2 separate regions of the Zea mays genome follow, and region 1 is linked to region 2. Evidence: chromatin contacts called from public Hi-C data. All regions are on one chromosome and are shown on one strand. Each heading gives the region's core, a stretch centred on a gene start, on an enhancer-like site or on the middle of the called end of the contact. The rest is flanking DNA. Distances are from core to core; before and after follow the strand shown.

The links. Hi-C and Micro-C count contacts between places; a contact is called where the count stands out from the background.
Region 1: a contact with region 2 is called in a Hi-C map of ear, with 3 times the contacts expected there. The contact joins the enhancer-like site here to the promoter of LOC100274169 in region 2. A contact is called at or near these places in 5 of 25 Hi-C or Micro-C datasets (ear, leaf and tassel).

The regions. Positions count from the first base shown.
Region 1 is chr3:5,225,996-5,231,559 of Zm-B73-REFERENCE-NAM-5.0, forward strand. No RefSeq gene overlaps it. Among protein-coding and RNA genes, the nearest start is that of LOC100194109, 9.6 kb to the right of the region's middle. Within about 2 kb of position 2,041, at least 16 of the 20 cell types and tissues checked have an H3K27ac peak or open chromatin away from gene starts, as enhancers often do. A contact at or near this core is called in ear, leaf and tassel, where this site is marked.
Region 2 is chr3:5,111,036-5,116,712 of Zm-B73-REFERENCE-NAM-5.0, forward strand. It overlaps LOC100274169 (b-box zinc finger family protein), which reads left to right and starts at 1,741. Exons shown (of 3, transcript NM_001279637.2): 1 at 1,741-2,172; 2 at 2,277-2,852; 3 at 3,163-3,790. The coding sequence starts at 1,987. The coding sequence ends at 3,459.

The DNA.
Region 1 (5,564 bases), core at 791-3,290, 120 kb after region 2:
ACAAATTAGCACGGGTGATTCCAGGATCTGCGTTTATTTCCAACAATTGGCTGCATATATATTGCACGCGTGCAGGTCGCGAGGTGATCTGCTACGAGAGCCCTCGGCCGCCGGCGGGGATCCACCGCGTGGTGTTCGTGCTCTACCAGCAGACGGCGCGCGGCGCCGTCGACCAGCCGCCGCTTCTCCGCCACAACTTCTGCACCCGCAGCTTCGCCGTCGACCACGGGCTGGGCGCCCCCGTCGCCGCCGCCTTCTTCACCTGTCAGCCCGAGGGTGGCACCGGCGGCCGCCGCCACGTCCTCCGCCAGCCAGCAAGGTCACCAGCGCCTATAGATGTCCAAACAGTACGGGCCGTCCGTTTGGCCCGTGACCCGGCACGATTTTGGCCCGGTCCAAGCACGGTCCGGCACGGTTAATAACGGGTTCGGGTCGGCACGGCCCGTTAAGCGGGCCGGGTTTGGACGGCTACGAAGGCCCGCGTGCTATGGCCCGGCCCGGCACGAGCTGCAGGCCGGCACGGTGGCGGCCCGTAAGCCAGCCACAGACAGCCTAGCCCTGCGGTTGCACTCGAGGTTGACGACGCCGCCGGCTGTTACTGTCGGCGGCAAGAAGTACGTACGTACACGGCTGCCACCTTCTTCGCTGTCGCCACGTCTGAAGTCTAAACAAAGTCGACGTACACGACCAGTCGATCGAGTGCTCTAGCCTGACTTGATTTGGTGGCTGCGCAGCAGAGAGCACGCAGCAGCCGTCACCACCACCGCGACCTACAAATTGAAGAGCGAGGCACCATGGCTGGCTGCACTGCACACCTCCACGAAAGACAGACACTAGCTAGCTAGTGATTCGATCCGAGTGGCACGCGGGCCCCATGCATGCATGTCGTGCTGCCTCACGAGATGGCGACGTCGCACGCCATGCTCTGGAACGGCCGCGCAGACGACGGCGGAGAGAGGGCGATGACCACGGGCGAGCAGAACGCCTGCAGGGAGTAGCGCCTGCTGCTGACGCCGCCGGTCTCGAAACAGTGCGGGCCAGTGTTGGACACGGCCCGTTAGGCACGGTGGGTTTTCGGGCCGGCCCGGCACGATCTAGACATGGACGTGCCGTGTTTGGGCACACAGCTGAGCACGTGGGCCGGCACGGCCTGACCCGATCTATTAACGGGTCGTGCCTGGCCCGGCACTATTTGGACCGGGCCGAATCGGGTTCGGGTCGGGCCCGTGCCGGGTGGCCCGTTTGGACATCTATACCAGCGCCCTAGCTCTGGTTGCTGCGGAATGGCCATCAGTACGTGCATGTGCGACAAACTTTACGACGTACAGGCTACATATATGACGACGACGACGACATAGATACTCAGTTTATCAGCACGATGATGATACGTATATACATATCCAAGCATTGGCGTATGTGTATATATGAACACGCAAGACTGTATATGCTGGGGTTTGTGATTGATATACATCGTTGTGATTGTGAAATAGCATGCTGCATTCCATGGATCTGCATGAGAGAAATAAATCTTGCATGCAGAGGGTGCATGCGTGCGTAAATATTAACTTGTGATCACGGATCACCCGCAAATGAAATAAATGTCGTCACAGTTCATCAGTAGCCGGTAGCCGCCTGTTGTAAATTAAACCACATACAATATTATGGTTGAAACTTGAAAGAGCTCGAGCTCAAGGATGTATATGTATGCAGGATTTGAAATTTGTTAGATAAAATGAAAATTTTAAGTATATGTGTGTTTAATCAGTAAGTGATATTTAAAATAATGCGCGTAATGAATTTTTAAGCATATGTGGGTTTGTGGTTGAGCTGGAGCTTTACCAAGCAGCCTCTAATTAAGAATATGTTAATAAATTAAACTGAAGATATATGCAAAGAATAATGACAATCGCTGTCACAAGGTTCTCTTGTGAACCCGGCCGTGCATAGATTCCTCTGTTTGCTAGGTATAGTACTAGGTGGACCCATCACTCCCGGCTGATAAAAATAAAAGCGTTTGATTTTTCTCCTGGGACAGCTTGCTCCAGATTGTCGTGTCTGCTCGCGGCTTTGGTGTAGATGTATCGGTGACGTCCTCTCCTCTCTCCGTCAGTGTTTGTAGGGTCTCAAGTTTATTACCGTGCGTGTATTAAATTGGATGTTTGAATATTAATTACTAGCATTAAATATAATCTAATTATAAAAACTAATTACATAACTAAACACTAACAATGAGACAAAATTTTAAGCCTAATTAACCTATGATTCACAAATGTATAATGTAGCATTATTTGTGTACTTAGTGTTGTAATTAGTCTATATTTAATAATTATAGCTAGCATCTAAACATCTAATATGACATGGGCTAAATTTTAGCTCTAGTGATCAAACGCCTAACCATTAGACCTTGGATGTCTTGCAGACATGTCCTCCGGCTAGGGATGAAAACGAGACGGGAAAATCCCGTACCTACCTGTTTCTGTTGGGGGGCCTTCGGCTTCCGAAGGTCCTCAAAAATATGATTTAAACAATGTTTCTGGAGTATAATGTGTGAACAGGTATCTTCGGACTCGAATCAGTACCACAGTGAGAGAAGCCCAAAGAATACGAAGGTTGATACAGCGCCGAAGCTGTGAGCAGGAAAGCTTCGGCGTGATAGCAGAAAAGGAAACCGACTTAAAGATGAAAAGTCTATTCAAACCTCGGTGGATTTCTATAGAATTACTATCAAATGTAAAGGGCATGGATGTAATTTTACATGGGCTGTGTCCCATACCTATAAATAGGTGAACAGTGCTCCCGTACCGAGGACACTGACTGGTCATTTGCTTTTGCGTCACGCTTGTACCTTTACCTCCTTTTAAGCCGAAGGTACATTTGTAATTTGATCCCATTTCTATTTTTCCATAATAATATAGAAATGAGTTGATACTCCCTCCGTCCCAGTATATAAGGCGTAACCACCTCTGGTTCAAAGACCAAGAAATGCATTTAATTGTCTCTATACCACTGCATCGATATACGTATACATAGAGAGAGCACGCCTTATATTGTGGGACAAGAATAAAAAGTGGTTACGCCTTATATCCTGGGACGGAGGGAGTAATAATATATAATTATTTACGTTATCCTTTATATTTCATATGTTTTCTTCTTCATTATCATATGTTGTGTTTATGAAGGTAAGTCCTTCATAACCTTCGTCCGAAAATCATTGTATCCCAAAGGGAAATAATGCTTCGAAGGACGAAGGACTTTAACGTTTAACATTTTTTGTGTTGCCTTGTTCTTAACTCATAGCATTTGAGAACAAGTCCCCAACAGTTTCAAATACCTTTTTCCCGTTCATTTTCAAATTGTTCGGAAACCGATTAGAAACGGTACGAAAATAATTTAGCTAGTTTTCCGATCGTTTTCGTATTTTTCGTTTGAGTCGTGATGATATCATTTTTTACTGTTTTATATAATATGAGATATATCTAGCATATAATTTATGCAAGTTACATTTTTTTGTTGGGTTCAAGTGAATGAATAAGAGAAAAAGAAAAGTTATAATTACTCTAAATAATATGAATGATGACGGAAAGTTGTTTGTGTATTTTAATGTCTTAAAAATTAGGCAATATACATTACCAGAATCCGGGTTTTGCCGAGTGTCTAGCTCTTTGCCGAGTGCCAAGTAGGCAGGCACTCGACAAAAAATATAAAAATAAAGAAGCTCCTTTTGTCGAGTACCAGCCAACGCACTAGGCATAGAGACTGGCAAAGGGGTCCACAGGTGCTCCCTTCGCCGAGTGCCAAGTAGGCAGGCACTCGGCAAAAAATCGTTTTGCCGAGTGCTAGCTTGTGACTCTCATCACAGAGGCTACCGTGGGGGCCCACTAGAGCTTCCTTTGCCAAGTGCCAGGCAATCAGGCACTCGGCAAAGGCTTTATCGTCGTCACTTGTTGCGTCATAGTGACTTTTCTTTTTGCGGAGTAAGAGGTGGCAATCGGCAAAGATGTCGTTGCCGAGTGTTTCTAAGGCGGCACTCGGCAAAGTAGTCTGTTTCGGTAGTGATGCCACTTTATTGTGTATTTGTGGAAACTACAAATATTTGTATTTCCGACTAGAGTTTATCATTTCAAATAATCGAGAATTGTGTCATATTTCAACCATTGGTTTTCGTTTCTGTCCTAATAAAAATATGAAAACAAAATCAATTTAGCTATTTTTGAACGTTTTCATCCCTATCTCGAGCAAGGGGATGCTCTGTTCCCCTACCTATTGCTACTAGTTGTAGATGCCCTATATGTAAAGCCCAAATTATGTATAGGAGAAAAAAATAATAAATATATTTATATATTAGTATTTTGAGAATTATTTGATTTTCTTTGTGCATACTTACTTAAGGAAAGGAAATAAACAAAGAGGAATTCTAACTAAGACTACTACCCTCTCCATTGCCAAATAAAAGGAAGAAAGATAAATAATAATATTAAATAGGTAAGATTTATATTCATATTTGAATTATGTTGAGATTGGGAATAAAAAAATCAAAACAGGAATTTGAATTTGGGTTGAATACTTCAAATTGTAGATAGAAAAGGAAATAAAAAAATGGGCAAACCTGCACGTGGGCTGACTTCATTCCTTTTGGCCCACTCATCTCTCCCCCTCTGCATGGCTGCTTGGGCTGAAAGCCTTCCCTGCCGGCCCACCTCCTCCTGCGAGCGTTTAATCAGTCGGCCACCTCCATGTGGACCACACCGGTCGGGTATCCACCCGCGCGCAACCAGTATCACTTACGTGTGGGCCCCTAAAGTCAATTCTATCCCTACCAACAGAACCTCCGACACGAACGCATCGCCTCGCCTGGAATATCTCCCCCGTAGCTTCCGCGCTGGGTTGTTGCTGCCGCTCGCCGCAAGCTTCAGAATTCCGTTGGGGATTGCTCTGCTCGCCCCTATAAAGCTTAGTCGATGCCCCATCCCCTATAACCGAGCACAAGCAGAAACACAGAGAGAGGGAACGTGAGATGCCGCTGCGGGTGATTTGAGCTAATGGCAAGGGCGGGTCTTCGGGATTGGACCCACGGGCCTCATCATGCCGCTCGGAATACCGTCGTGGCCTCGTCGTGGGTGGAGCTCTTGGAATTGCTTGCCATGGATACGTCGTCGCCGCGGATCCGCCTGTTGCCGCAGCCCTGCTTCTCTGCTTCCCCATTACTGGTATGGTGTACCTCAATCAGATCGCTAGGTCCTCCGGTTTGCGTAGCACTAGTTAATCGGTAGGATTAAGCCTCAAATCGCCTATTGGCCAACTCCTGCAAGGAGCGCGGCCGCAGACCTGTGCGCCGTCGTAGGTGTCCGTCAGTGTGGAGGATGAAGATACATCCTTGGCCGTTGGATCGGGCTTCAACGGTGGCGATTAGGGGAGAGCTCTGGGCTGTAGATCGACCCACGGATGGCTTAAATTGGGCAAACGTATTTATTCACACAGCAATGATCCGAACCGTTGGATCATGATCCAAAGGGGGGGAATGGAAACACGATTTTAACCATAACTGATCTGAACCCTAGATAGCT
Region 2 (5,677 bases), core at 491-2,990:
ATTATTATTATTATTATTATTATTATTATTATTATTATTATTATTATAAAAGATGACTAGCTAGATGAGATCATATGATGAGACATAGCGTACGTTTGGCCACGCTACGCTTGCTAAAAAGGATCTCTAGGGCGGGCCGACCGTTATCTAGATAAACCAATGGGCCCCGGATGTGTGGTCACACTATATTGTTCCTCGAGTATCACATGCGCATTCGCTTTGCATCGACGCTTCCTGTAGCTAGCTCTAGTCTGGTACGAGAGTACGAAGCGGCATTAATTATGTGCATGTGCGGTGCGGAGACCACTATGCTTCTCCCTGGAAACGAAGAAACAAGGGGGCATGTAGATTGAGTGTATTGAGCGGTGTCTTCAAACGTACTCCTATTTAAGATGATAAATGTAAAAAAAAAACTTAAGACATGTATCTTAATAAAGACACCGTGTCTTTGATCTATGGTCGAGCAGAGGACTAGCTGATTGATCAATTTAATTTATTAAATGCTCTAATTTTTGCAATAATGAATATATAAGACATATGTTTTAAACACACCCACTGTATTATATTATATTTTAGGGCATGTAAACCCTAACACTGTTGACGGTACTCCAAGTATAAGACACAGCTAAAACACAGTATAATACATTGGGTGTGTTTAAAACATGTGTCTTATATATACATTACACCAATCAGACCATTCCATAAATTAAATTGATTAATCAACTAGTCTCTTGTCTCGAGCATAGAGCTAAGACATAGTGTCTTCGTCAAGAGACGTGTCTTAAGTTTTTTTACACACCCACTTAAATACACTCAAAGACATAGCTCAAAACACTAATTATACATACCTTTAGCTGTGTCTTATACTTAGGGTGTGTTTGGTTTGGCTTTTGGCTTTGGCTTTTGCCTCCTAAAAGCCAAAAGCCAACCAAAGGGCTGGATCCAGGAAGCAGCTTTTTCTAAAAGCCGACTTTCTCGTAGTGCAAAACTGAAAGCACCCCTGGACCTGCTTTTAGTGGCTTTTGGATGGAACTGTGAAAACATATATCGAAGAACTTTTAACGACTTTTAGTGATTTCCACCAAACGATTTTTAGCTTTTTAACAGCACACAGCCTATAGCAGCTTTTTACACAGCTCACAGCCCACAGCAACTTTTTCCACAGCCACAGCCCAACCAAACAGACCCTTAGAGTACCGTACACCAGTGTCAGGGTTGTACATGCCTTAAAATCACAAGCGGAAATTTTGATAGATACACATCGATCGGTATTCATCATCTTCGACAAATGAAATAAATATATCGTACATATCGAATGATATTAATTCGATGTCGTAAATTTTAATAGTTTTTTTCAGCAATTCAATTAAGTTATAAAAAGTTTAACTTAAATAATCCTAGCAACCTATTTGTTTAACTTCAAAAGTTTCAAAAGCTATTTCTTGTCCATCCGGCTTCGGGCTGCGGTAAAAGATCTGCCGACGTGGATGTCCGTGCCGCCGGCACGCCGCGTGCCGACCAGCGAGCAGCTGGCAGGGCCGGGCCCCAGGCCCCAGCTCAGCTACGACAGCAGAGTGAAACCAGTACTACCTGGCCCTCCGGACGGGCGAATGGGAGCGCGCGACGTCGCCTCCACCGACCGGTCATCTCCGATCTACCGCTGTCGCCGTTCGTTCGTACGGACCCCTCCCTTCCCGCCCCCGCGATAATATCTCCCGCCTCCGCCCTCCGCCACGCCTCAACTCCCAACCGTCCCCGCGTGCGTGACGCTGACGGCCGCATCCGCCGGATCCATCGTCCACCTGACAAAACCCCGCCCCCGCTAGGCGGCTGAGCTTCCCTTCCACTCTCTCTTCCCCTGCAGCCTGCAGCTAAGCTAATCCACCCCCACCCCCGAGCTGAATCGCCCCTCTTCCCCTTTCTATCCTCATCCTCCCCCCGCTGCCGCGAGCTCAACCTGTGCATGGTCGTCGCAGCAACAGCTCCATGAAGGTGCTCTGCTCCGCGTGCGAGGCGGCCGAGGCGCGCCTGCTCTGCTGCGCCGACGAGGCTGCCCTCTGCGCGCGCTGCGACCGCGACGTGCACGCCGCCAACCGCCTCGCCGGCAAGCACCACCGCCTGCCGCTCCTCCCGCCCGACGACGTCTCCGCGCCCAACTGCGACATATGCCAGGTACGTGTAGCGCCTCTGTGGTACACACACACACAAAAGAAGATATTTTGCTGCCCTGCCCTGCGCACCGCCGGCTGACGACTCCCCTCCTGCCGGCTCTCCAGGAGGCCCACGCCTACTTCTTCTGCGTGGAGGACCGCGCGCTGCTCTGCCGGGCCTGCGACATGGCCGTGCACACGGCCAACGCCTTCGTCTCCGCGCACCGCAGGTTCCTCCTCACCGGCGTCCAGGTCGGCCTGCAGCCCGCCGCCGCGGCCCAGGACGCAGACCCGCACCCGCCCGCCGCCGCGGAACCCCTCCAGACGCCCCCGCCGCCCGACAGGAAGGCGGCGGCGGCCGGCGACGGCAGCAGCCCGGCGCTGCTCTACAGCGACGACGACATCGACTGGGCGGCCGGCGCGGACGCCGGCGGCGGCGTCAGCGTCGCCGTCACCCTGCCGGACTGGTCGCTCGTCCACGAGCAGTTCGGCGCCCCGCCGGTGGTGCCCCGACACGCGGACCCGGCGCTAGCCAGAACGCCCTCTTCCAAGCGCAGTCCCCGGCGGTCGGTCGCCGCGGCGTTCACCGTCCAGGGCGGCGGCGGCCTTGCAGGGGGCTTGCCGGACTGGCCGCTCGACGAGTTCTTTGGCTTCTCCGAGTACAGCGCCGGCCTCGCCTTCGCTGAGAATGACACGTCCAAGGTCAGCACTCAGTTCTCGATTCTCAGAAATGGCCACTGAATGGAATAATGATGCTGGCAAATTCGTTTCGAATCTATCTGCATGTATACTTTGCCTGAACGTAATTTCGGCAGCAGACTCCGTCATCACTGAGCGTAGTTTTTTAGTTCATGATGCAAGCTCGCTTGAATTTAGGCAACTGCATGCGTCATACATGTTTCTGAATTTTGATTACAGAGCAAGCGAACTCTGTTCACAGCCAAGTTCGAACATCTGACGATGCATACACCTATATATTGTTGCCTGACAGCGCTCCGTCTTCCATTGGCAGGCCGACAGCGGGAAGCTCGGGAGCACCGACGGCTCGCCGGCCGGCCGGCCGTCGTCCGACGCGTCCCAGGACTTCTTCGGGCAGGTGCCGGAGTTCCACCAGTGGTCCGTGCCGGAGCTCCCTTCCCCGCCCACGGCCTCGGGGCTCCACTGGCAGGGCGGCCCGCGCCACGGCGCGGCCACCACCACCGACGTGGCCGCCGTGTTCGTGCCGGACATCTCGTCCCCGGAGAACCCCTTCTGGTGCTACGCCACCGCCGCTGGCCAGGCGCCGACGAAGCGCCGCAGGAGATGTTGAAGTAGGGAAGATCGAGATTGTCTTGTTCAGTACTGGAGTGGCGTAGGCTTGCAAGAAACAAACACAGTTGCTGTACTGTACTCCCATGGTGACGTACTATCTATATACTCCATATCGCAGCAGCGTAGCTCGTAGGGAAGTGCGGAGCTAGAGTGGTTAATTAGGGCTACTCTACTACTACCATTGTATTTTTTTTGTTGCTGTTGACGATGATTAATTAGGACGCCTAATATGTAGTACGGGGTAGGTTGGTTGTGTGTTAGCTTGGCGCGTGCTATCAGAGAATTGATGAGAAAAAGGTAAGATGGAAATAAAGAAAACGATTGTTGTGCAAAAGGACTTAATGCCCCGTTTGGATCCTTGAAATTGAATTTCATTCCAATAATAATAATTTAGACACATATCAATTAAGTTAATTCAGTTTTATACAAAATATATTTATATACTATTATTAACAAGTTGTGCTATATTTTTACTAAACATGAGCGAGTCGAAGAGCGTTCTATAAGTTATAGAGTAGAAACAAATTCTACTGATATATAAAATCATTTCTTATCCTTCACCACGTGAATTTAAGATAGCCTTAATTATATCTGAACTTTAGAAAGTAGTGAAATATTAAATGTTAAGCTAAATATGTTATTTTATTAAGTAAATTTTAATTCCTCCAAAATGAATAGATCCAAATGTCCCGTAAGTGCAAACATATAATGTAGGGCTAATTAGAAACATGCCACTTAGCTTTTGCAAAATTAGATAGCTAGTTTATTTTGATGTGACATCCAAATAAACTAGCTATCTAAATTTGCAAAAGTTGAGTGACATATATACAACTAATCCTATAATTTAGCACCCCAGCTACTCCCAGACCGGCGGCACTTACTCATGTGAGCCTTCTCAAAATCATAAACTATACCTACAGACCAACACGAGTATTTTGTGTGCACTTTGTCCTCACTCGTGCGCACCCGGAAAACCTCTCGTCCGATTACCCATCTTAAGATTGCTCTAAGTCAAACATGAGTAACATAGAGGTTCTTTTGATATAGTCTTTCAAAAAAGAAGATCCACCTTGTTAATGTGAATATTCTATCAACCTATGGAACCAAGATATCACGATCCCTGGACCAGGATACCACATAAGTTGGCATTCTAGGCTTTTAAATCATGATCCAATTGTAGTTTATAATTAATATTTAAACACGTAGCTTTATCAAAACCACCTTAATAAATTCCGGTTGTGTGTACAATTGAATCAGGCCCGGCTCTGGGCATAGGGCCACCTTGACGGGTGTCCTAGCCCCCCCCCAAATTCTAGGGGGCCCACATCACGCAGTTAATTGTATAGCTAACAAGATAGCTAATGTTGAGTTAAATAATTTAATCTCTGAGTTGAGAGTTTTGAAGGTAAGCTTTCTAGAACCACACATGTCTTTCTATGGAGATATTCGAGTATGTCAATAAGATGGATTCATATCATAATGTTTATACAGCTTATCAAATCTTGTTTACTATACCTAACATGGTGGCACCAACGGGCAACAGAAAGGAGTTTTTCGATGTTGAAATAATTAAAGAACTATTTGAGGTCTACAATCTCTCCAGAAAGATTAAATGGTTTGGCCATCTTATGTTTTGAGAAAAAAATTAGATAAGATTGATATCAACACAATCATTGATGGTTTTGCCTAAGAAGTGTTAGAAAAAACTTTTGAGGTATTGTAAAATTTATTTGATATAATATTTTGATATCACATTTATTGTTATTGATATAATATAATATTATATACATGTATACTGAAAAATATTATACTTATATAGGGTGTCGAATTTTTATATTTGCCTTACACTACCGGAATTCAGATTTTTGCCGAGTGCCAAATGTTTTGCCAAGTCTTTTTTCGGGCCCTCGACAAAGAAGCTCTTTGCCGAGTGCCAAACAAAAAACCCTCGGTAAAAGAAAACACTCGGCAAAGAAGCTCTTTGTCGAGTATTTTATTTTTTACACTCGGCAAACAGTTTCTTTGTCGAGTGTCAAATATATAACACTCGACAAAGAGCTTCTTTGCTGAGTGCTTTTTTCAACACTAGGTAAAAGACAATTTAAAAATCACATTTTAAAGCAGTAAATTAATTCAAATGAAAAAAGTTTTCATATACAAATTTGTATAACTCATAATGATATACAATTTATATTTTGAACATTTCTTTATATGAC